Linked DNA regions of Mus musculus: regions 1, 2, 3, 4, 6 and 7 are each linked to region 5. Evidence: chromatin contacts called from public promoter capture Hi-C and targeted proximity ligation data. All regions are on one chromosome and are shown on one strand. The core of a region is the stretch at or near the end of the contact, and the rest is flanking DNA. Distances in the headings are between cores, read along the strand shown. Region 1 holds the start of Ccdc86 (coiled-coil domain containing 86). Region 2 holds the start of Tmem109 (transmembrane protein 109). Region 3 holds the start of Ahnak (AHNAK nucleoprotein (desmoyokin)). Region 4 has its middle 21 kb from the start of Scgb1a1. Region 5 holds the start of Fth1 (ferritin heavy polypeptide 1). Region 6 overlaps Asrgl1 (asparaginase like 1). Region 7 has its middle 47 kb from the start of Scgb1a1.

Region 1 (3,008 bases), core at 69-2,568, 970 kb before region 5:
ACCATCCCGGCAGAGATGAAGGTTTTAATTGTTTTGTTTTGTTTTGTTTTGTTTTGTTTTGTTTTGTTTTTCGAGACAGGGTTTCTCTGTGTAGCCCTGGCTGTCCTGGAACTCACTCTGTAGACCAGGCTGGCCTCGATCTCAGAAATCTGCCTGCCTCTGCCTCCCAAGTGCTGGGATTAAAGGCTTTCGACACTGCATCTCTTAGCCTATCAGCCAATCAATCAGACAGAGGACTCCAAAGAAATGAAAATTTCCCCAGAATTCTCATGCTGGGAGAAGAAAAAGGTACCAGCCAGAGGGGAAACTTGTCTCCTGGAAAAAGATTTCAGAGTTCTAAAAGCTTGTCAGACCACCTTACAGGATGAGACTAAAACCCAGATAATAATGGGCCAATGGTGGGCAGAGTCATACCTTGGTAAGGACTACTCAGATGTATTTATCCTTGGCCCTCTATCTAAATTTTTTATCTAAATTTAGAACCCTGAGGTCAAATTTGGGTGATTCACAGAATCTCTTTGCCCCTCTTTCTAGTATGACTACATTGAATAAATCTCCTTTTTCTAAAGATTTCCAGTTTTTAATGTGTCTCTTTCAATTGGCTTATTGAGGATAAGGTAGCTAGACCTGACTTCGGGCACAGGTTGTGAACCCCCAACATTGACAACAAGCAGTCAAGGTTTTCTGGGCCACAGACCTGACACTTTGCTGATTAACTGAAACTGTTCAAAGATGAGAACCACCTATTGCATACTTGGGCCCACTAGTAGAGAAGAGGAAGTGAAAAGAATGGGAACGTTTGAGACAACTCAAAAACTGAAGATTTCCCACTCAGGAAGACCACCAGGACCTTCCCCTTTGTTACACAGCGCAAAGCTACTGTGCTACAAAAGATAAAAGAAAAGGCGATGTTTGCGGGCCCAGCAGTTCCAGAACAAGTTAGCGCGCTGATTCGGCTCTGCCTACAAACTCCCTCCGCCTTTTTCCAACCTCTTCTCTCAAGAAAAAAAAAATTATTTTTATATGTGTGTGTGTGTGTGTGTGTGTGTGTGTGTGTGTGTGTGTGTGTGTGTATGTATAATATACCCCCACCCCATCCCCTTGCAAGAACTCGCAGTTTGCAAAAAACGCATCGCAGAAACCAAGCAACTAAACTCTGTAACTGAGCTCATGCACAACACGCATGCGTCTACTAAGCCCAGCCTCCCGGGACCGACTTCATCCCCGGCTCCGCCTACCCACGGGTCTCTCTACCGCAAGTGCGCTTCCTGCCCGGTACGGAAATGGACGAGTCTGACGTCATATGAAGGCGCCGACAGTTCCGAAGGCTACAGAGGCTACACGTGAGCCATGGATACGCCGCTGAGGCGCAGCCGGCGGCTGGAAGGCCTAAAACCTCTGTCTCCAGAAAACCTTCCTGTCCCCGAAGTCTCTCGGGCGAAACGGGCTCTTGTAGATTTCAAGTCGAACTCAGAAGAAACAGGAGAGCTCAAGTCTACGAGAGTTCCACCACTGAGCCTTCCGTCTCCCGGACCTCAGCCGGAGACGAGCCCCGGATCGCCCTGTCCACCACTGAGCCTTCCGTCTCCCGGACCTCAGCCGGAGACGAGCCCCGGATCGCCCTGTCCACCACTGAGCCTTCCGTCTCCCGGACCTCAGCCGGAGACGAGCCCCGGATCGCCCTGTCCACCACTGAGCCTTCCGTCTCCCGGACCTCAGCCAGAGACGAGCCCCGGATCGCCCTGTCCACCACTGAGCCTTCCGTCTCCCGGACCTCAGCCAGAGGCGAGCCCCGGATCACCCGGTCCTAGACAGGATGCAGACGATGGGTCCCCACAAAGGCAGCCAGAGCCTCACCCCGGGTCCCTTCAACCTCATCAAGATCTGGGCCTGGAGTCACCTGCAGGACAGACAGAGTCGAGCCCGGAATCCCCGCAACGAGAGCAGCCATCCAAATTACCTCCCCCACAGGGAGAACTGGACTCTGAGGCGGCCCACGCTAAAGAGGAGGTGATCCCAGGATCCCCCGAGCCTTGCCCGGGCCAGCAAGCACCGGGTCCCGAGCCCTCTCAGCCAGCACAGGAGCTGACGGTCCAGGCACCTAGCTCCCCAGAGCGCCAGTTGGAGCCAGGCAAGCTGCCTCCGGCGGGAGAGACAGTAACAGAAAGTCTCAACCTAAAGAAGCGAGTTATAGCCTCTCCCCAGGCCCCAGCGTCCAAGAAATTGAAAGAGAAGGAGGAGCTTCCTGTAATTCCGAAAGGGAAGCCCAAATCCGGGCGTGTGTGGAAAGACCGCTCCAAGAAGAGGTAAAGTGGGGGTAGCATGGGTGATGTGTTGGGTTCTTAGTACATTTGGACCTTGCCTTCGCCTGAATGCAATCCAAGGGTTGTAAAGAGTTCACCCGAATGAAATTAACAAACACGATCATAATGTCAAAATGCCCTAAGGTCGGGGAGGGAGATAGATCCTCAAAGATCATTTCTTTAATGTCTGCCCTAGACGGTGTTCTTTTGAGCTTTCTTCCCATCCTTTTTTTATTATGAGGCAGGGTCTCACTGTATAGCACTGGCTGTCCTGAAATTCAGAGATACACCTGCTTCTGCTTCCCTAGTGCTGGGTTTATAGACGTGCCACCTTTACCTTGTCCGCCACATCTCGTGTGGCAGGCAGAGCAAGAAAGGCGGCCATTATATGAACATAGTGAGGTCCTTTCCACTGTTGTCTGCTAGCTGTTGTCTTTGATAAAAAATGTATCATGGGACACTGGTTATGTATCACGGTAAGGATGGCCAAAGAGAGAGGCTTTCATAGCCAGCAGCACATGTAATCATCTACCCTTTGGAGCAGGTGTTACTAGGATTGGTGTTGTACATCTGAGGAAGCCAAGGCTCAAGGAGGCTAACTGAGACACGGGATGGGAGCATAGGTTTGATTGCAAAGCGTGTGAGTGAACCCGTTAACCTGCTTCTGGTGGCCAGCTTCCCTTGGGTTCCAGCCTTCTTAAGACA
Region 2 (2,928 bases), core at 288-2,787, 900 kb before region 5:
ATATTTTTAGGAACATGATTTAACAGAGGGGGTGGGGGAGAGAGACAGAGACCAGGAAAAGAGTAAGACATAACCAAGTGTTTATATAGGATTCTGAAGAGGGAGTCACAAATAAGTGTCACACCATTAGCCCATATAAAACATCCTGGCAGCTCTCAAGTTATGCCTTAAAAGGGTTGTTAAGAATTGGTTTTTTTATCCTTTTCTCTCTTTCTGATTAGTGATATTATAGGATGGCTCCAGAAGTGACTGGGTTAGGAATATAATCTAGTAAAATATAACTATGAGCCACTAGGATTGCACCCTTTAGGGGAGGGCTAGGACAGGTCTTTCTTACTGTAAATGTAAGTTTCTAGTGAAGTTCTTAGAAACTTGTAGGTTTACAGCTGGGAAGAGAGAAACACCTAAAGTAGTTTTTGATTCTCAGTTGATGGGAGGTTTTAACAAGACTCCTAAGGGAAGTCCTCCTTTCCCTTCCAATGTTCCCATACATTTCTAATATGTGTGCCTATGTTAATTTCCCAAAAGGCACTTGCAAACTAAAACTAAGTCTAGAAAGAAACCAAAAACACCACTCCCACCCCCACCACCCCTGAGATCTTTTCCACTAAGGCACGCCTGACAACCCGGATTCAATCTCCGGGATCCACACAGCAGGAGAGAACTGACTTCCATAGGAGTATTGTATTGTGCCTGCACACCCGAACGCATGCATAGAATACATAACTACACGTAATTTTAAAATTTATGGGTTGGTGAGATGGTTCAGCGGTGAAGAGCACTAACTGCTCCTCCAGAGGTCCTGAGTTCAATTCCTAGCAACCACATGGTGGTTCACAACCCCCTGTAATGGAATCTGATGCCCTCTTCTGGTGTGTCTGAAGACAGCTACAGTGTATTCATATAAATAAACCTTTAAACAATTTTTACATCTCTGCCTACCTCATCCACAAAGCTACCTCAGTGTTCTAAGGTTTAAAACAAACAAACAAACAAAATAACCCCAGGGCACCTGGGTTGCTTTCCTTTCCCTAACAATTGTAAGCAAAGCTTTGGTGGTCACCCACACATTTTGGGTGAGGTTTTGCTCTCTTCCAGAGCATATGAGTTTCTCCAAGGCCGTACACCGTTCATGTGCCCACTAACACCTTGTGCCTTTCCCCCCTGATGTGCCATTTTTAGCGTGAAAGGTTTCTCAGCCCTCCAAGTGCTCGCCAGCGCCCCGCCTTAGGAACTGCACTTCCCGGGAGGAAACTGCCGCCCTAAATGCGTTGTAGACTCGGATCTGCACCGAATCCCGCATCGAGCACCAACTCTACCCACGCCACAGCCTCGACAGTTCTTTCTTTCCCCTTTCCTGCCAAAGGCTTCGCTTCCGTTCCAACTCCAATTTCCGGCGCCATTCTTCTCTTGGAAATATTTGGGAGGGAAAAAACACGTACAAACCATAATGGAGCGAGCAGAGCGCATGCGTCCACGATGCCTGCCAGAAAGACCTGCCAGTCTCCTCCGTCGACCGCCCCGCGCATGCGCAGACTATAAACCAACACCCCGGGAGTTGAGGCGCCGGTTTGGTGGCGCGTTTTCTAGCGAAGTCCCACGTGAAGGATAGCGGTGACCGGAGCAGGGTGAGTGAGGGCCGAGACCAGGGCTGTAGATGCAGCTTAAAGGACAGATTTGCAGGAGGTAACAGGGCGGAGCCGCAAGGCCTTGCGAGCCCTAGTGGGGAGGGGTCGAACGTGGAACGTGGGGCTTAACAAGTATGGGACCCAGATCCTCGTTGCTATGCAACCAGGGGCGTTGTTACTAGGTAACCCTGGAGGAGAGTGTTTCCCGGGATGAGTGGGTTCGAGCGCTGAGGTCTAGCCCTCCGGAGGGAGCAGCTGCCAGATTTGGGGGATGAGGCCAGTGCCGAACTGCACACCTCCCCCAGCCCCATGGTCCAGCCTCCTGCCGCCTCAGTTGGAGCCCCCCTCAGGGTATCCTGACCTCATGGGCCTCGCGACGCCACTATGGAGTGCTTGGCAGGGGATGTGCTGTTCGAAATAGCACATGCCACTGACCCTATTGCCTGGAGTCTGGGCCTTGGGAAGGGAGCGGCAAGGCTGCACACCCCCCCCCCCCCCCTTTGCAAACACCCTGCCCCACAAACAGTTGCTGGGTAGCAGCTGTCAGGGGTTTAGCGAGGGCTGCCTCCGACCTGCCAGAACGCTGACTTCATTCTCCTTAGTGGTGACTTCGCCACGTTTAGGACCTTCTATCTCAGCTGTGCTTCTCATGTGGCTGTCGTATATTTGGACTGACTATTCAAATAACCTCCTCCCCTTCCCTCCCCCCCCCCCCCCCGCCACCTCTCCATGTCTTTATGTCCTACACTTGTGGCTTCTTGGCAGGGCTTCTGATACTCATTTAGCAAGCACTTAGTCATTCTATGCTAGGTGCTGGGGATTCCAAGAAAAGTTAATGTCAAGTTAGTCTGAGAGTCACTGGGAGGCTGTGGGACAAACTTTGAACACAGTGCTTGCACAAATTATCTAACTTCTTGAAGTAACTCTTAACCCAGTTTCAACAGAACTTACATTTGAGGAGATTGAATTTCAGATAGGTTAAGTAACAGGTGTAAAGGTAGTGGCGGCTAACTTGTGATAGATCTGAACCTGTGTCCTTTGTACAGAGAGCTCTTAGGAGGCTTTGCTTAAAGTAGACTTTTCTCTGCGTTGCTGATCTTTGCAACCACTGTTTGATTATGCCTCAGGAATCCTGGGGAGCTTTAAAAACAAAACAAAAAGGCTGAGCTCCTCCCTGGGAGGGTCTGAGTGGGTTGCCTGGGTGGGGCAAACACCCTTGTTTAACAGGCTAGTCAGGCAGGTCAGATGGGCAATCCAGAGTGAGGATTGCAGATCCACAGGACTGCAGTGAGTAGTGAAG
Region 3 (3,064 bases), core at 478-2,977, 990 kb after region 5:
GAACAGGGACATTGAGACAAGTACCCCTGGACACGTGTGTCCTCAGAGACAGCCTAGGGCCACACCCTGCCAAACCAGGGTGCCAACCCAGACATCATGCGCACAATCTTCTGTGGTCACATTGTGCAGAAGTGACAATAGAGTGAGCAGGCAAGCACACACACACACACACACACACACACACACACACACACACACATACCAGGGACACTACGTTGTCAAGGCTCCACTCCATTTGACTTGTAGGATATCCCCGGGTCACCCCAAGAGTCTTCAGTGCTCATCGCCATGTACAGCTAGCCCTGATGTCAACCCAACGCCACCAAGGTTCTGCGTCCCCCAAATCTGCCTCGGCACTGAAAGGGGCTCCAGCCAGAGGAGGCCCAGGCTCCCGCACACTGCACATCCCCTCCCTGCATGGGAAAGCCTTACATAACACAGCTCTCTGCACACACCCTAAGCATGTTGCCTTTCCAACCCCACAGTAGGATCTTGCCCCCCGCCCTCTCCGCTGGCGCGCACTGCAAAAGTGAAGGGTTCCAAAGGAGAGCAGGGAAGTCCTTCACCTACGCCCTGCGCTCCGGCCCCCACCGCCTACACACGGCCTCTTTCCCCCTCCGCTTTGCCCCTCACCCCCACCCCCACCCCCGAATTCTGGTTTGAATTAGTCACCGGCTCCAACCACTACATTCCTCAGGCTGCTGGAATCCAGCCAGGCGCTGGGGCGGGGGCCATCCCGCCCGGACGAGTTTGGGAGTGGGGTGGGGTGGGGAGAAAGCACCGCCCCTAGAAGGAGCAAGGGAGGTTCTGGGGACTGTGTCGATTGCACAGCCCCCTCCCCGCCCACCCAGCGCAGGAATCTCCCTAATTATGTCCCCCACCCCCCCTCCCACTCCCACCCATCCCACAGGGAGGCACGCTGCAAACTTCCAGGCTCCGACGCCCTGGAGAAAGAAGGGAGTTTTCTGGATCTGGAAACACAGAGGGGCAAGACTAGGGCGGGGCAGTTGAAGGGGAGCTGTTAAAGTCGCCGCTAGGAGCCAGAAAGGGAGAGGCTGGTGGTACAGAGCAGGGTGGGGCCGAGGGGAATCCGGACGCGAAGTTCGAGATGGAGGTGTGGGGAGCCGCGAAAGACAGCAGAGGGGGCACGCGGTGCAGGGGCGCGGGAGGGGCGATGGGGCTCTTGGAAACTTCTCCAGTAAACATGGTATAGGAACCAAGTAGCGCTCTGAGCCGCCGCCCCAAAGAGATGGAATCGGTCAGGGACCACCAGATCAGGAACGCCCTGCACTGCAGTTGGAACGACAATACATCCGCGGGAAAAAACTAAAAGCGCAGCAAAGCACACTTCGAAGCGATTTTCTAACTTAGTTAAACTTGGCCCCAACTCCGGAGAAAGAGCTTTACTCCCGAAGCGTGACGCGTCGCCTGCCCCGGCGGCCGCAAGCGGCCAGGTTTGCTCCCAACAGTCGGAACCCTCGTAGTGACACTACCGCAAATGCACCTTGTCCGAGTCCCTCTCTCCCCTGGTCGCCCGAACCCTGGCCCCACACCTTACCGCCCAGCGCTCCGCTTCCCTACCTGCGGGCTCAGCCCCAGGACGCAGCCATAGCCGGCGAAGGGCCCGAGGTCGCAGTGCTGACTGCTGGCGACGGCGAGCCCCAGTCGGGGCGGGTCTGGCAGGGCGGACAGTGCAGTCCCCGCGGCAGAGCTGCTCCAAGTGGCCGGGCCCCCGTGCGCGGAGGCGGCTCTTGTAACTCGGGCGGGTCTGCCCGGAGCTGTGGGGAGAGGGCGGGGCCGGGCGGGGCCCGAATAGGGCAAGGACCCGAGAGCACGACTAACACTGAAGCCACCCTGGAATGGGCCGGTGAAGGGAGAAGGTTGAGGGGGCTCAGGGACGAGGAGGCGTCGCCTTTTCCCCTCCCCTATCCCATCTATTGCTCCTGTCCCGGCTCTGGATCTTCCCACCCCATTTTAAACAGTGTGTGTGTGTTCACCGGCAAGAAATTCCTGGAAGCACGCAGGGGCACAGATTCACAGTCGGAATCCAGAGTCAACCTAGTCTGCAGAAGAGCCAAGAAGCTCAGATGATTCAACCTCGACCTCCAGCCTCCACACAGACCTTTGAGCTTTCTCTCAAGCTCAGATACATTAATCCCAGGCCCCAGCCTCCTCTCCCAGTTCCCAGGCTTCTTGCAGCCTCGCCCCGTTCCTCGCCTTCAGGCTCTCTCCTCTTCTACAAAACACACTGACTCTAAGACTTAGATCCGACCCCTAGGAATGGAGTCACCTATGCACCACACCACGGTGCTGTTCTTCATTGCAGCGACACCAGTCAGGCCTGCAGCTGTTGGACGCACCATGGAACAACTCACTCTCTCCTGTAAACTCTGTCCCCCATGCCTTTTGGGTATTTTATTTGGGGGAGGGAGCACAGACTGTGTAGCCCGGCCATCACAGAACTGGCTAGAACTGACAGCCTTACAGATTCCCCTGCCTCTGCCACCCTGGGACTAAAGGCATGAACCACTATGCCCCAGTAAGCTTGAGGAACCCAAGATCCAGCACTTTCTTTGCATTCCCAGGCCTTCTGCGCCTCTCACAGCTCCTCCCCCATATTTCCATTTGCAAGTTGCTCCGCTCCCCAATTTACAGCCATTTCCCACAGCCACTTCTAACTCTATGTGGATTTTATTAAATGCTTAATGATGGGGTTGCAGAGATGTTCTGGCTGCATCCCCCCTCCGCACCTCCCTTTTTCTCCTTCCCTATTGAGTTCTACCCTCTCTGGCAGGTGGCTACCCAGCTGCCCACTCCAGTTTCCCTTCCTTCCCAAATGCCCCAAGAGGCCTCAAGCTGGAGAACTGAGACCTTGGCCTGAGGCAGGAGCACCTTCGCTCCAAGATCATGAGTGGGCTGGGGCTGAGACCAGCCCTGCCCTGTCCTCTGAAATGGCAAACATGTTTGCAGGCTAAAAATATCAGCCAAGTCTGCTGCCAGCCCTGGGGGCTGTGTCCAGGTCCAGTTACCACACAGGGTACAGGCGATGGGGGGAGGGAGACAA
Region 4 (3,194 bases), core at 469-2,968, 920 kb after region 5:
GGACACAGGCTGAATGAAAAGAAACAGTTGGTTAAGACCGTGTAAAATGCATCTGCCTTTTCTCAGAAAAGTGCCCCATCTCAGTGACAATCATCTGATTGTCCCTGTGGATCCTTCAAAGCATGGAGATCTACTATCCTACCTTGGTTCAAAACTTTTACCCTCAGGCTGAGGAGATAGCTTAGTGGAGGTAAAGTGCTTGCCATGCAAATGAGAATAGCTAAATTCAGTCCCCAGGACCCGTGCAATCCCAGCACCAGCAAGGCAGAAACATGCAGGTCACTAGGGCTCAGCAGCCAGCCATGTAAATGGGGTTGTGGAACCTGCTTGGGTGGTAAGTAGTGATCTAGCAGGGAAGACTTAACTGGGATTTAAAGATTGGAAAGACGTGGGCCAAGCAAAGCCAAGAAAGAGCATCCTGACAGACAGTGAGAACCCTGGTAGAGCATGGGAGGAAAGACTAGCTACATCTAGGGGAGTACAAGGGTGCCAAGATAAAGAAAATGACTTACATAGGGGCTATTGAGGAAGCTGAGATCTGAGATAGAACTTTAGACAGCACAGAAAGTGAGTAGTCATGCCGAAAGTGCCAGGCAGCTGGAAGTCAAGGTGGAGAGGCAGATTTGTAGCCCTGGAGACCCCTGTGGTTGAAATGCAGAACCTGCATGAGAGGCAGAGAAACTGTGAAGAGAAGCGGAGGTGGCTGCACAGAAGCCCCATGTGGGGATTTCCAAAGTAGTAATGGTGTTGCCCTCAGGGGGCAGGAGGAGCGGGTGGGGAGATGAGGAGCACGGAGGAGCGGGTGGGGAGGTGGGAGCACCCACAGTTCATCACGGTTTTGTTTCTGCCTGGACCACAGTGGCGCTCACAGGAGGAGAAGCAGCTTCCAGAGAGGGGAAGGGAATCATTCTGGATTCCGGTTTTGACTTCTATTGTATAAATGCTGAATTTGCCTGCCAAGAAAAGAGGGTAGCAGCACACACCTGTAACTCCAGCACTCAGGAGACTAAGGCAAAAGGACTGCTGAGAGACCCAGGCCCACCTGAGCTACAAGCTGAGATTTGTTTCCAAACAAAACAAAATTCAGGCAAAAAAAACTCAGACATATAAGACCAAAACAAAAAAAAAAAATTTTTTAAGAATTTTAATTTAAAAACAGGGAAGCTAATTAACTAGAAATGACCAGCCTAGAAGTGAGATTAGACATCACACAGGTGGATATGTTCCTCTGAACAAAGGCAGAAAAGAAAACAAAGGGATGTGTTTGAGTTTTTAGGGGAGAGAAAGCTTTTTCTTCACTTCTCCTTGTGGTGTTAAATTGTCACAGCCTATCAACTCTAAATCCAAAACATTCCTAAAATCTATCTCTCTCTACTTCCATCTGTAACCCTCCCAGTGCTCATGAGTTCTCCACTAATGAATTTGAGTCAGTTGCTGCCTCTGCTCCCTTCAGCTCATCTTCCACTATGGCGTTTGTGAGATGAACACATACCCACATACCCAAATACACACACACATACCCACATACCCAAACACATACATACACGCATACACACTAAGCTGCAGCAGAAACACAGAGCGGAAAGAAAGGGATGAACTCAGAGAAACCACTGTGGAACAACACAGATTTTCCCAGGCCTGAGCTAGAGAAGCACCAGCTGCTGGGAGAGCCAGGTGTCTAGACTGGTTACCAAGGCAACCAAAGAGTGCACTAGCAGATGCAGAGAGCACACCCTCTTCTTCACCCTACAGTGACAGGAACGGCTTTATGAGCCCAGTTTACTGGTTCCAACCCATGCGATTTTACTGGTACCACCCAGCACCTGGCATACCAGGGGACACTCTAAAGTGGGAAACAGCCACAAAAGTCACAATGACTAACCCTTACTGCGTTGTTATAGTGTTCCAGGCACTGTGCCAAGTGTTTTACATGAATAAAATATCTATGAAGTTAAGATCAGACATGAAGACACCAAGGTTTAGGGAGATTGAGGAACGGTTAACAGCATTAACTTCCTGTTTGGACAGCTGGCTTGTCTCCGCCCTTCTGCTGAGTGAATGGGCTCTGTGGACTCTCCTAGCTCAGCTCTAAGGTAGGATTAAATAAGATGAGTCATGTTGAAGCATTTTAGCTAATGCCTAGCACAAAAATCATGGTTTCTATTGATCACTATAATTGCTGTTATGATTGATGGTTAGGATGTCGATCAAAACAAAAGCAAACTCATGTCTCTTTCTTACATGAAAACCACCAGTGGCTTCCTGCTCCTCACAGGAAGGTCTCACTATACCCTGCCTGCTGTAAAACACTCCAGCTGTGCTATGCCACACAGAACTTGCTAGACATGCTCTGCATGCTACTGCTGCCTCCCTGCCTAGAACATCCTCACTTTCCCAAAAGGAAGAAAGGTAGGCTGTCCAGCCTAGGGGCTGAGAAGATAAAGTGACTGCCATACAAGTATAAAGAACAGCCAGGCGTGGTGGCGCATGCCTTTAATCCCAGCATTTGGGAGGCAGAGGCAGGTGGATTTCGGATTTCTGAGTTCGAGGCCAGCCTGGTCTACAAAGTGAGTTCCAGGACAGCCAGGGCTATACAGAGAAACCCTGTCTCGAAACAAAACAAAACAAAACAAACAAACAAACAAACAAGTATAAGAAGCTAAGTCTAAAACCCCAGCACTCACATAAAAGCTGGTGGCATTGCTCATAACCCCAGCCCTTTGGTCTTACTGGCAGGCTTTACTGACCACCCCGCTCCAGAGTCTACAGAGTGAGTCCCAGGACAGCCAGAGCTACACAAAGAAACCCTGCCTCAAGAAACCAAACCAAACCAAACAAAAGTCATTGTGGATGATCAAGGAAGACACCAGACATTGACCTCTGGCCTCCTCATGAATATGGACACACACATAAATTCACAGTAAAGGCTGGGGAAGAAACTCCAAGAAAAGCAAATGTCTTAGAACCACTTTTTAGTGGAGTTTTAGTTGTATCAAGGACAGGTCTGGGTCTCATCTCTTTTCTACCAAAACTTCAGGTCAATCCTTGGAACAAGAATGCAGTTTAAAGGAAGCTAAGAGCATAAGGTATTTATGGCATAAGCCTAAGGCAAGATATGGGGTCAGAGGGAGGCTGTTCTAGCCTCGTTCCCTCCCAGAAACTTCCTCATTCCCAGACACTTATCTTCTGTTGTT
Region 5 (3,235 bases), core at 421-2,920:
CAGGAAGATTCGGCCACCTCGCTGGTTCTGCAGCTTCATCAGTTTCTCGGCATGCTCCCTCTCCTCATGAGATTGGTGGAGAAAGTATTTGGCAAAGTTCTTCAGAGCCACATCATCTCGGTCAAAATAACAAGACTGAAAGTGGAAAGGGTACATGTTACTGATCTCCACTGCAAGGCACCGCAATGGCTGTATGCAAAGGCTGTGAGCCATCCTACTCGGCCTTTTAAAAGTTCAGTAAGGATGGGAAGGCAAACCTTGGGACTTGGCTTTATCAAGTGTTCTACGGCTCGGTATTAGTGCAGAGAAAAAAATTTAAGCCAAGCCCAAATCTACTTGTCTAAGAGGTAGGGTGCTAGAGTATCCTGCATTGGGAGGCCATTTTTCTCCTCCTTCACCAATCATGTAAAAAGTAGCTAACACAAGGTCACAAGGCTTCCAGCTCTACAAACAACCACTGATTTATAAAATTAATGCATCATGCCCTGTTAACAATTGAGGGCATTGCATTTTAGCACAAATATATTAGGAGAAGCTTTGATTTTCAGTTTTAAGCACTCAGTGTATTCATATTCCAGGAATGACAGCCACAGAAGTTGGACCTGTTTCAAAGTCCAGGCCTTCCCCAAACCTGTTTTTCAGAAACTATTACATGGAAAACTTCCTTGTCCAGCAATTGATAGCAGGCTTTTCCCAACAAGTATGTACCTACCACTTGTTAGTAAGCCACACTCATGCAAAATAAGAAAAATACAGTAACATGATGCCTTGTAAATGCAAGGTCGGGGTGACACTGATAACTACAGAAGGGGAGATTCCTAGCGATAAGTTTCAATGCAAGTGAGGCTCTGTGATAAGCAGAGAGGTGGAGGCGGCTGCTTTGAAGGGGACAAGAGTAAGCTCACAAGAGATAAGCCTCTTTACACCAGGCCCCAAGGCTGCCACTCGACACCATGACCAAGCAGACCCGCCATACTCCAGGAGGAACTGGAGCAGGATGCATAACCAAACAGAGAAGCTTGTAGGCCACGTGATCGGAGGGGACGAGCGTGCAGAAAATGCACCTAACTGCAGGGTTGATTGGCCAGGCTGACAGTCGTACTGCCCTAAGGCTTCAAAAAAAAGTGGTGTAATGACATGCCTGATCTATGCAGGAGCCACAAGGTGCTATGTGCTCAGACTTGCCACGGCAGGGCTGCCTGCCTTAGGAAAGAACCCCGAACAAACTCCATTTTCCAGAAGGGCGCTGGAAGGCGGGGAAGCCCGCAGCAGGCCACGCCCCGACCCACCCTCCGCCGGCTCCCCAAGTGGCCCTGAGGAGGCCGCACTCACCATAGACAGATAGACGTAGGAGGCATACAACTCCAGGTTGATCTGGCGGTTGATGGCAGCCTCCGCGTCCTGGTGGTAGTTCTGGCGCACTTGCGAGGGAGACGCGGTGGTCATGGTGGCGGCGGGGCGAGGCGCGGTGGCGACGCTGGAGCGGCGGAACGACGAAGTTGCAAAGGGCTCAGGCTCGAAGCGGCCGGCGGGGGTCGGAGGGGTCGAGCACCGGGTTCCGTTCAAGCACTGTTGAAGCAGGAAACCGCGGCGACTCTGGGCGAGAACGTCTGGCGCAGGAGGGGACAGCGGGCCGCACTTATAGCGGGATCCTGCGTCAGGCGAGCGCTGGCCAATCAGCGCAGCGGGCCGCGCCGCCCCGCCTCTTCCTGTGGGCGTGTTGCCCAAACCCGCAGGGCGCGGGCGGGGAGGAGCCTGTGTGAGTGTGAGGCGACGCAAGGGGCTCTGAGCTTCTGCAAGAGCGGTGCCTGGCAACAAGCGCGCTGTTTCTGTGGCCCGGGGCGGGCGTAGTTGGATCTAGCCGTACTGCAGAGGCATCTGGGTCCCAGATGGGCACAGAGGGTACCGATGAGGATGATTTTCAATTCTCACAGGATATCCCTAAACTCTAGGCAAAGTGCGTGTTGTTAGTCGTGACATACACCAGACAGCGACTTCGTCTTACAAATAGGAAAATGGAAGCGTGGCGCTGTAAATGGCGAACGACATATAAGTTGGACTGGGAAAGAGCGGCTTTCCCTCCTTCAGAATCTGTGGAGAGAAGCTCAGAGGAGGAGTAGGGGAACTATTGGCGAGGAGGTTAGGGTCTACCCTGTTCTTCTGACTCAAGCAACCCCGGCTTTTTGCTAAGGCAAACATGGCTCTGAGAACAGTTGAAAAAACAAAGGCTAAGAAGGCGCATTTCTCCTTAGAGCAGGACAACAGCCGTCTGTCTATAGGGCAATCCTGGGGCCAAACCATTTAGGTTTCTGAGAAAGCCCCTGGTGATGCTTGAAATTAAGAGACGTCTCTGGATTAGAAAAGTAAAGAAGTGACCTACGTGTGTCTGTTTCAAAATGGTCTCCTTTATCTTTCTCAGTAACCTTTGGGTTTGTCCTTGGAGTGAAGTTGATGCTTGCAGAATGGCAGGTGACAGGTGCAGGAAACTGCAGAGGGACAAGCCAACTGTGTCTATCTTGTAGCTGTGGCCCAGCTTCAAAATGGGTGCGAATTCTTGGATAGCAAGCAGAACTAGAGATTAGCCACTGCGTCTTGCTAGGCCCTGCCATCCACATCCACTTGTGCTCAGCCTTGTCTAGTCTTTAACACAGGTGGAGAACCAGCAGATGCTGTTCATATTCTCAAAACTGGAAGTTGGACTTCGATTTTGTTGTTATTGTTTTGAAGCAAGATTGACAAAGTTACTGGATCAGTAACCCAGACTGGCCAGGGACTCTCTGTGTAAGCCAGGCTGGTTCGTCAGAGAGCTGGGATTATAACCCTCTTCCCCCCTTTTAAGGTACGTCTACTGAAATACATTACTAGTACTTAGTCTTTTAAAACTACACGTTATATATGTTCTTTTCAGGAAAGATTTCAGTGGTAATCTAGCTGCAGGATGCTTCTGGATAAATATCCTGGAGTCAGACTTCAGGACGATGGCCCTAGGAGACTGATGCTGAGCTAAAGTTGATGAACAAATTCCCTTTGGAAAGTGGAGGAGGGAGGTGGGGAAAGGAGTTCTAAGTAGAGGGAATAGCAAATGGGCAGGCATGGGAATGCTTCCCTTGTTCAAGGAACCTTAAGGAAAGTGTGTTTGTTGGCCCGAAAAACGAAGTGCATGTTGGGGAGAGCTGGAAAGAACATAGTCAGACTGGCGAGCCATAAAAAGTCATTAAACTTTACCCTGTAGGTA
Region 6 (3,015 bases), core at 427-2,926, 870 kb after region 5:
GACAGCCTGAACTGTAGAGTGAGACCCTAGCTCAAAAACATAATAATAATTCAGTAGGGTACAGGAGCTCACAATGGCATAGAATTCAGTCTTGTAATACTACTGAGTCCCTAATTTACCAGACACCAATGTTCAAATAACCTAGGTAGAGTATATATATATATATATATATATATATTCAGATAAATATACATACATACACACACATATGCATTATATACATATATTTATGTATATACACACACACATACGTGTGTGTGTGTGTGTGTGTGTGTGTGTGTGTGTGTGTGTGTGTTTCCCTTTCCTAGAGAATCAGTTTTGCTGGGTCTGAGGAAAAGAGGCCAGGCAGGTATAATACGAAAGTCTCTGAGATAATAATCTGATGCCTTTCCAGATTATGAGATTGGAGATAGTAACACACTATTATTCTTCTACTTGCTCTGAAATAGGATTTTGCTATATACCCAGGCTAAGCCTGGAATTTGCCTGGAATTTTCCTCCTCCTCAGTTTCCCAGATCCTAGGACTTAAGGCTTTTATTTCTGTAGACTGCAGTCAGGGAGTGAGGCTGCTGGATCAGCGCCTTGTGCTTATTTTTAAAGCTGGTTCCTATTGCTTTCTAAAGTTGTGTATGAGCTGGGGGTTCAGTGGTAGAGTGCATGCTTAGTGCGTGCATAAAGCCCTGGGCCCGATGCCCAGCACTAAACAAAAGACGCCTCTAATCATACAGCGGCACCAGCCAGTACTGCTCTTAGGTGTAAATAAGTGGCTTTCCCTGGATCCTGCAACTTAGAGAGGTCAGGAAAGTTAATTATAGAATGCATGGGTCACCTTTGGCACTCAGAATTGGCTCAGCATGACTGATAACCCTGGCCTCTGTTCCTCTCACTAACACTGTGCAGTCTCCAGAAAGAAAAGGCTTTTTTGCCTCTCTCAGCCCAAAGACTGGCTGTGCACCTGACACCATCAGAAATGAATACTTTTGGGTAATGTGGAAAGATACAAACAGCAGGACTTAGGTAAGGGGGGGCGGGGGTTACATAAAAAGTAACTTTTAGAATACTTAGACCATGAAGCACTTACATCATGTTCCCTTGAAGTGGCAACAGTCCACTTCTTTGCCTCCACCTTATAAAAGTAGCCAGTGAATTAGGGCCATCTCTGAAAGGGTTAAATTTGCCCATGTGTCCATCTCAATAAGAAGCACTTAAGCTGTTTAATTTTTTCTGGTAGCTACAACAAACGTAAAAGAAACATTTAAAATGAGTAAATTTTTGTGATAGGGTCTCACTGTGTAGCCTTAACTAGCTTGGAACTCATTCTGTATACCAAGCCAACCTCAGACTCAGAGATCCACCTGCCTCTGCCTCTGCCTCTGCCTCTGCCTCTGCCTCTCCCTCCTGACAGCTGGGAAGGATGTATTCTTTAAGGTAGAAATGTAAAGAGCCATGTAGAAATCTGCCTGCTAGTGACATGTAAAGTAAGAAACATTGTTTTCTTGAGTCCAGAATCTTAACATATAATATGGTACATAAGGGACAGTGTTGCTTAGGGGCTGTTTCTCATCTTCATTACCTTCCCTTTTCTGCTTATTTTTGACAGAAACTCAGGAACTGTGGGTGCTGTTGCCTTGGACTGCAGAGGAAACTTGGCTTACGCAACCTCTACTGGGGGGATTGTCAATAAAATGGTTGGCCGAGTTGGAGACTCGCCTTGCATAGGTAGGACTAAGAGGTAGATCATGCTCCTCCCTTGCCCTTCATGTCATCAGATTCACACCCTTTCCTGTGTCACTTCCTCTGCCCTCGTGGTGACAGCTTCTAGGAGTGGCATTTGGGTTGGAAGAGGGTTGTTGGGGACCACTGCTCTGAGGTATTGACTTCTAATAGGCACATCAGTTTCCCATGGATTACATTTTGGGGACATCTTGGGAGAGGAAGTGAAAGAGAGGATGCTAAAGTTGTCCCAGGCTGCTGCAGCCATACCTGTCTTCTCTGTAGCCTCAGCTTCAGGGTCCTCAGACTCACTTGCAGAGCCTAAATATAAATACATAGTGCCTCTCCCCAGACATGGCTCACATTAACAATGTAAAAACAAACAACTGAAAACTTGGGCTAGAGTGATGACTTGGGGGAAATATTTGCTGTGCACATATATGGCCCTGAGTTCGGATCCCCAGCACCCATGTAAACGCCTCGTGCAGCACTGGGCATCTGTAACCCAACCCTGGGAGAGGCAGAAATGAGTGGACCATCATAGCTTGCTAGCCAGCTAGTGTAGCTAAACAAGCCAACTCCAGGCTCAGTGAAAGACCATCTCTCCAAAAACTAAAGATGCTGGAAATATATCTTTCCTCTCCACATGCACCCTGCACACACACACACACACACACACACACACACACACACACACACAGAGAGACACACAGAGGGAGGTGGAGCTGAGAATATTTACAGGTACTACATATGAGTAACACACTCCTACAGACTGATATGGCCCTCATATCAACATCAAGCACAAAGCAAGAAGCAGCATGCAGTAGGAGTGCATCTTTTGCTCTGTAGATTTGCACTTTCTTGTAGGACTTCCCACAGACCCCTTCAGCTGAATGACATTTCAAGAAAAGCTAACTTGTCCATCTGCCCAAAGGAAAAGCTTATACTTTTAGCAGAAAACTTGACTTTTTATATATGTTGTGCTACTCTTAGTGATAATTTACACTCTTGGCAACTCTTTGTACCCTGTACAGTAATGGTCTTGAAGAAAATTCTTGGAGCCTCTTTAAAAATCAGAGACCTGCCTGTTGAGGTGGTGTGGCACTCGGAGGCAGAGGTCTGACTCTTATGAAACACTCACCTTTTTTCTCCTTAGCAAAATCCCTGCCAAAATATGGCTGCTCAGTAGTACAGCCTACACCCAGCTGGGATCTGACCAGGCCCCAGAGCCAGGTGGGGTCAGAGCCTAGGAATTAGGTTCAGGCTTTGTGAGTTCTCATGGTACAGTATTGAGAAGAGAA
Region 7 (3,169 bases), core at 110-2,609, 940 kb after region 5:
GCCTAATTGACTAATGTTTTGAAAAAGTCAATCTTGTTGCTATGATATAAAAAGGACCAGAGGGTCCAAGACACAGAAGCAACTGTCATAGTGTGGGTGAGAGTTAGGAGCTCAAATCAGGACCGTTGTGGGTAGTCACAGAAAAGTGACTGTATTATAGAGGTGGAAAGACAGAATGGGGGAAATTGCTAATGGCATATCAAATGTAAAAGATGGGCTCAGCACCTGTTCATCTGGACAAGATGACATTTATGAAGACAAAACTCTGTGAGCCACCGCAGTAGAGGGTAGGGAGGTAGGAGAACTTTCCCAGCAAGTGTTCACACATCTCCTGATGTATAACGTTCACCTGATACAAGCTAAGGGCCATATCAAGAAGTTCCATTACTGGATATATACTGAAAAGAAGTGGGTGCAGGGCCAAGATGACTCAGCTAATAAAGAAGGTTGCAGCTGAGCCTGACAATCTGAACTCCATCCTCCAGATCTTCACAGTGAAAGGTGAGAACCAACTCCCAAAAGTTGTCCTCCAATGTCCACTGACACATTGTGGCACATGCAAAAAAAAAAAAATGTTTAAGACAGTAACTCAGATTATGTAGTCCTGGGTAGCCTGGAACTTGCTATGTTGATCAGGCTGTCCTCTTACTCACATAAATCTACGTGCTCCTGCCTCCTAAGTACTGAGATTGGAGGTATGCACAACCGTGATCATGCCCATCAGTAAATGTAATTTTTGAACGAAAGAGATATTTGCTCATCAGTGCTCATAGCAGAACTATTCACAAAAGGTAGAAAGGCATCCTAAATATCCATCAACAGATAAGCAGGTAAATGTGGCATATACGAGAAATAAACTACTATTAATATAGAACAGAGATCATATTCTGACATGTGCTGTAACATTCAGAACACTACTACAAGTAAGCCAGACCCCAAAAAACAGATGTTTTAGAGTCCACTGATATGAGGTACTTGGAATCATGGGATTCACAGAGTCACACCAAGGAAGGTGGTTTCCAGGAGCTGGGTAATGGGAATAGGGAGTTGGTGTTTAATGACTATAGAGTTTGAGCTGAGGGAGATGGCAAGAGTTCTGGAGGTAGCATATGGTAAGGATCCCACAAGCACAGGCAGGTACTTAATATCACTGAAGTGAATATCCCAAAAGGGTAAAGCCAGGGGCTGGAGAGATGGCTCAGAGGTTAAGAGCACTAGCTGCTCTTCCAGAGCACCCAAGTCCAATTTTCAGAACCCAAAAGGCAGCTCACAGCTGTGTGTAACTCTTCTGGCCTCCAAGGACACCAGGCATGTATCTAGTACATGTAGAAGCAGGTGCACACATAAGCACAGTTCTCTCTCTCCCCCCCTCTGTCTCACTTCCTCTTTCTTCTCTCTCAAATAAAATAAATAGACTTAAAGGAGAAGGAGGAGGAGAAGAAGAAAAAGAAAAACAGTTAAAGCAGACCTAGTATCATAGACCTACAATTGGTCTGCACTTCTACCTACCTGGGAGGTTAAGGCAGAAGGATTCAAAGCTGGGCTACAGAATGAGTTCATATAAGTTGAAGCTTATCTCAAAGTAAAAAGTTAAAAACAGGACTTGGGAGAAGGGTGGTAAAGTGGTTGCCCAGCATGCATAGAGCCTTGAAGTCAATGCCCACGATGAATAAACCAGGTGTGACAACCAACTCATACTGTAATCCCAGCATTCATAAGGTGGAAGCAGAGGATCGGGAGTTCAAGGCCATCCTTGCAAATTCAGCAAGTTTGAGGCCAGCCTCAAGGTCATCCTCTGCTACATACTGAGATCAACTCAGCCTGGATTCCAAGAGAACTTTTGAAAAAAAAAAAAAAGAAAGAAAAAGAAGCCGGGCGTGGTGGCACACGCCTTTAATCCCAGCACTTGGGAGGCAAAGGCAGGTGGATTTCTGAGTTCGAGGCCAGCCTGGTCTACAGAGTGAGTTCCAGGACAGCCAGAGCTACACAGAGAAACCCTGTCTCGAAAAAACCAAAAAAAAAAAAAAGAAAAAGAAAAAGAAAAAGAAAGGTAAGAAGAAAAAGAATAAAGAAAGGAACCAGGTAGTGGTGGTATGTGCCTTTAATCACCAGGACTTGGGATGCAGAGGTAAGTGGATCTCTGTGAGTTTGAGGCCAGCCTGGTATACAGAGTGAGTTCCAGGACAGCCAAGAACACACACAGAGAAACCCTGTCTCAAAAAACAAAACAAAAAAACAAACAAAAAAAAGAGAGAGAAGAAAGAGTAGGAAGAAAAAGAAAAAAAGATGAGAGATATATAGCTCAATAGTAGGACTCTTGCCTAGAAATTTCAAAGCCCTGGGTTAAATTGCTCTTAGTAGAAAATAAAAAGGTTAAAATGGTATTTTAAAAGGTTATTTTAAAGCTTTTACCAAGTTCACGTGTGAGCATGACTCAGGCACTTAAATATAAAATGAACTGGGTGTGGTAGCACATGCCTGTCTGTAATCCTAGTACTGGGGGAGGGGGGGAGGCAGGAGGATCACAAGCGCCAAGCCAACATGAGCTACTCAGGAAGACCCCCACCTCCGTCTAAAAATAAACAAACAGAAAGAAAAAGCAAACAAATTATAGCCTGCACATGTTACAGCGCTGAAACGGCCTAGAGCCCGGCAGCTTCAGGGCTGCTCCGCTGCCCTTGAAACAGGGCGACGAGGTCTGCAGGAACATGGCTGCCTCAGCTGTAATTTGAGTTTCCACACTCCAACATCTCACCTTCAAAATGACCATTAGCCTTGAAGCCACAGACTGACCAGGCTCCCAGGTAGCTCCACCTGAATGGACTGACTTGCTGCTATTTTACTAAAATGACTGACCACTGCTGACCAACAGCAAGCTCTGTTGTACTCAAACTGGTTTTTTAGATCTCAGAGAAATGCCAAAACCTTCTTGTGATCTGCAGGCAAATGGCAGAGCCAGGTAAGCCCGGTGCCTGGAATCAGACAATCTGGTTGTCTGTCAAGTGATGTTTGACAGCACTGGGATTCTTATCATAAATCACCATGCCCAGCACAACTTAGTTTCTAGGTTGCATGTGCACAAGACCCTACATTCTAAGGAAGCATTCACAGTCAAGGGAGAGAGACATTCCTGTACTTTAGTCCAAGGCACGTGGGACTGGTGAGATAG

What was found. Promoter capture Hi-C pulls out the DNA fragments that hold promoters and counts their contacts.
Region 1: a promoter capture Hi-C map of pre-B cells shows a contact between it and region 5, with 5 times the contacts expected there. A contact is called at or near these places in 1 of 39 promoter capture datasets (pre-B cells) and 1 of 130 datasets of targeted methods (pancreatic cancer cells).
Region 2: a contact with region 5 is called in a targeted proximity ligation map of pancreatic cancer cells. A contact is called at or near these places in 1 of 39 promoter capture datasets (liver) and 1 of 130 datasets of targeted methods (pancreatic cancer cells).
Region 3: a targeted proximity ligation map of embryonic stem cells shows a contact between it and region 5, with 5 times the contacts expected there. A contact is called at or near these places in 3 of 39 promoter capture datasets (the 3T3-L1 cell line, cranial neural crest and embryonic stem cells), 3 of 484 Hi-C or Micro-C datasets (the AML12 cell line, the Ba/F3 cell line and cardiomyocytes), 13 of 130 datasets of targeted methods (astrocytes, bone marrow-derived dendritic cells, embryonic stem cells and 6 more) and 2 of 9 other capture datasets (adipose tissue and macrophages).
Region 4: a contact with region 5 is called in a targeted proximity ligation map of effector CD8 T cells, with 9 read pairs. A contact is called at or near these places in 1 of 484 Hi-C or Micro-C datasets (the C2C12 cell line) and 7 of 130 datasets of targeted methods (acute myeloid leukemia, astrocytes, bone marrow-derived dendritic cells and 4 more).
Region 6: a contact with region 5 is called in a targeted proximity ligation map of acute myeloid leukemia, with 3 times the contacts expected there. A contact is called at or near these places in 2 of 39 promoter capture datasets (the C10 cell line and cranial neural crest), 1 of 484 Hi-C or Micro-C datasets (cardiomyocytes), 7 of 130 datasets of targeted methods (the 230-238 cell line, acute myeloid leukemia, bone marrow-derived dendritic cells and 4 more) and 1 of 9 other capture datasets (embryonic stem cells).
Region 7: a contact with region 5 is called in a promoter capture Hi-C map of pre-B cells. A contact is called at or near these places in 2 of 39 promoter capture datasets (the C10 cell line and pre-B cells), 1 of 484 Hi-C or Micro-C datasets (the C2C12 cell line), 2 of 130 datasets of targeted methods (embryonic stem cells and pancreatic cancer cells) and 1 of 9 other capture datasets (liver).

Annotation. Positions count from the first base shown.
Region 1 is chr19:10,947,576-10,950,583 of GRCm38.p6, reverse strand. Ccdc86 (coiled-coil domain containing 86) reads left to right here and starts at 1,318. Exons shown (of 4, transcript NM_023731.3): 1 at 1,318-2,306. The coding sequence starts at 1,351.
Region 2 is chr19:10,880,352-10,883,279 of GRCm38.p6, reverse strand. It overlaps Tmem109 (transmembrane protein 109), which reads left to right and starts at 1,537. Exons shown (of 4, transcript NM_134142.1): 1 at 1,537-1,628.
Region 3 is chr19:8,987,947-8,991,010 of GRCm38.p6, reverse strand. It overlaps Ahnak (AHNAK nucleoprotein (desmoyokin)), which reads right to left and starts at 1,727. Exons shown (of 5, transcript NM_009643.2): 1 at 1,582-1,727.
Region 4 is chr19:9,064,920-9,068,113 of GRCm38.p6, reverse strand. It overlaps a transcript of Ahnak not described here. Among named protein-coding and RNA genes, the nearest start is that of Scgb1a1, 21 kb to the left of the region's middle.
Region 5 is chr19:9,981,081-9,984,315 of GRCm38.p6, reverse strand. It overlaps Fth1 (ferritin heavy polypeptide 1), which reads right to left and starts at 1,670. Exons shown (of 4, transcript NM_010239.2): 1 at 1,333-1,670; 2 at 1-135. The coding sequence starts at 1,446.
Region 6 is chr19:9,115,207-9,118,221 of GRCm38.p6, reverse strand. It overlaps Asrgl1 (asparaginase like 1), which reads left to right. Exons shown (of 7, transcript NM_025610.3): 5 at 1,602-1,720. Among named protein-coding and RNA genes, the nearest start is that of Gm41805, 17 kb to the right of the region's middle.
Region 7 is chr19:9,039,446-9,042,614 of GRCm38.p6, reverse strand. It overlaps a transcript of Ahnak not described here. Among named protein-coding and RNA genes, the nearest start is that of Scgb1a1, 47 kb to the left of the region's middle.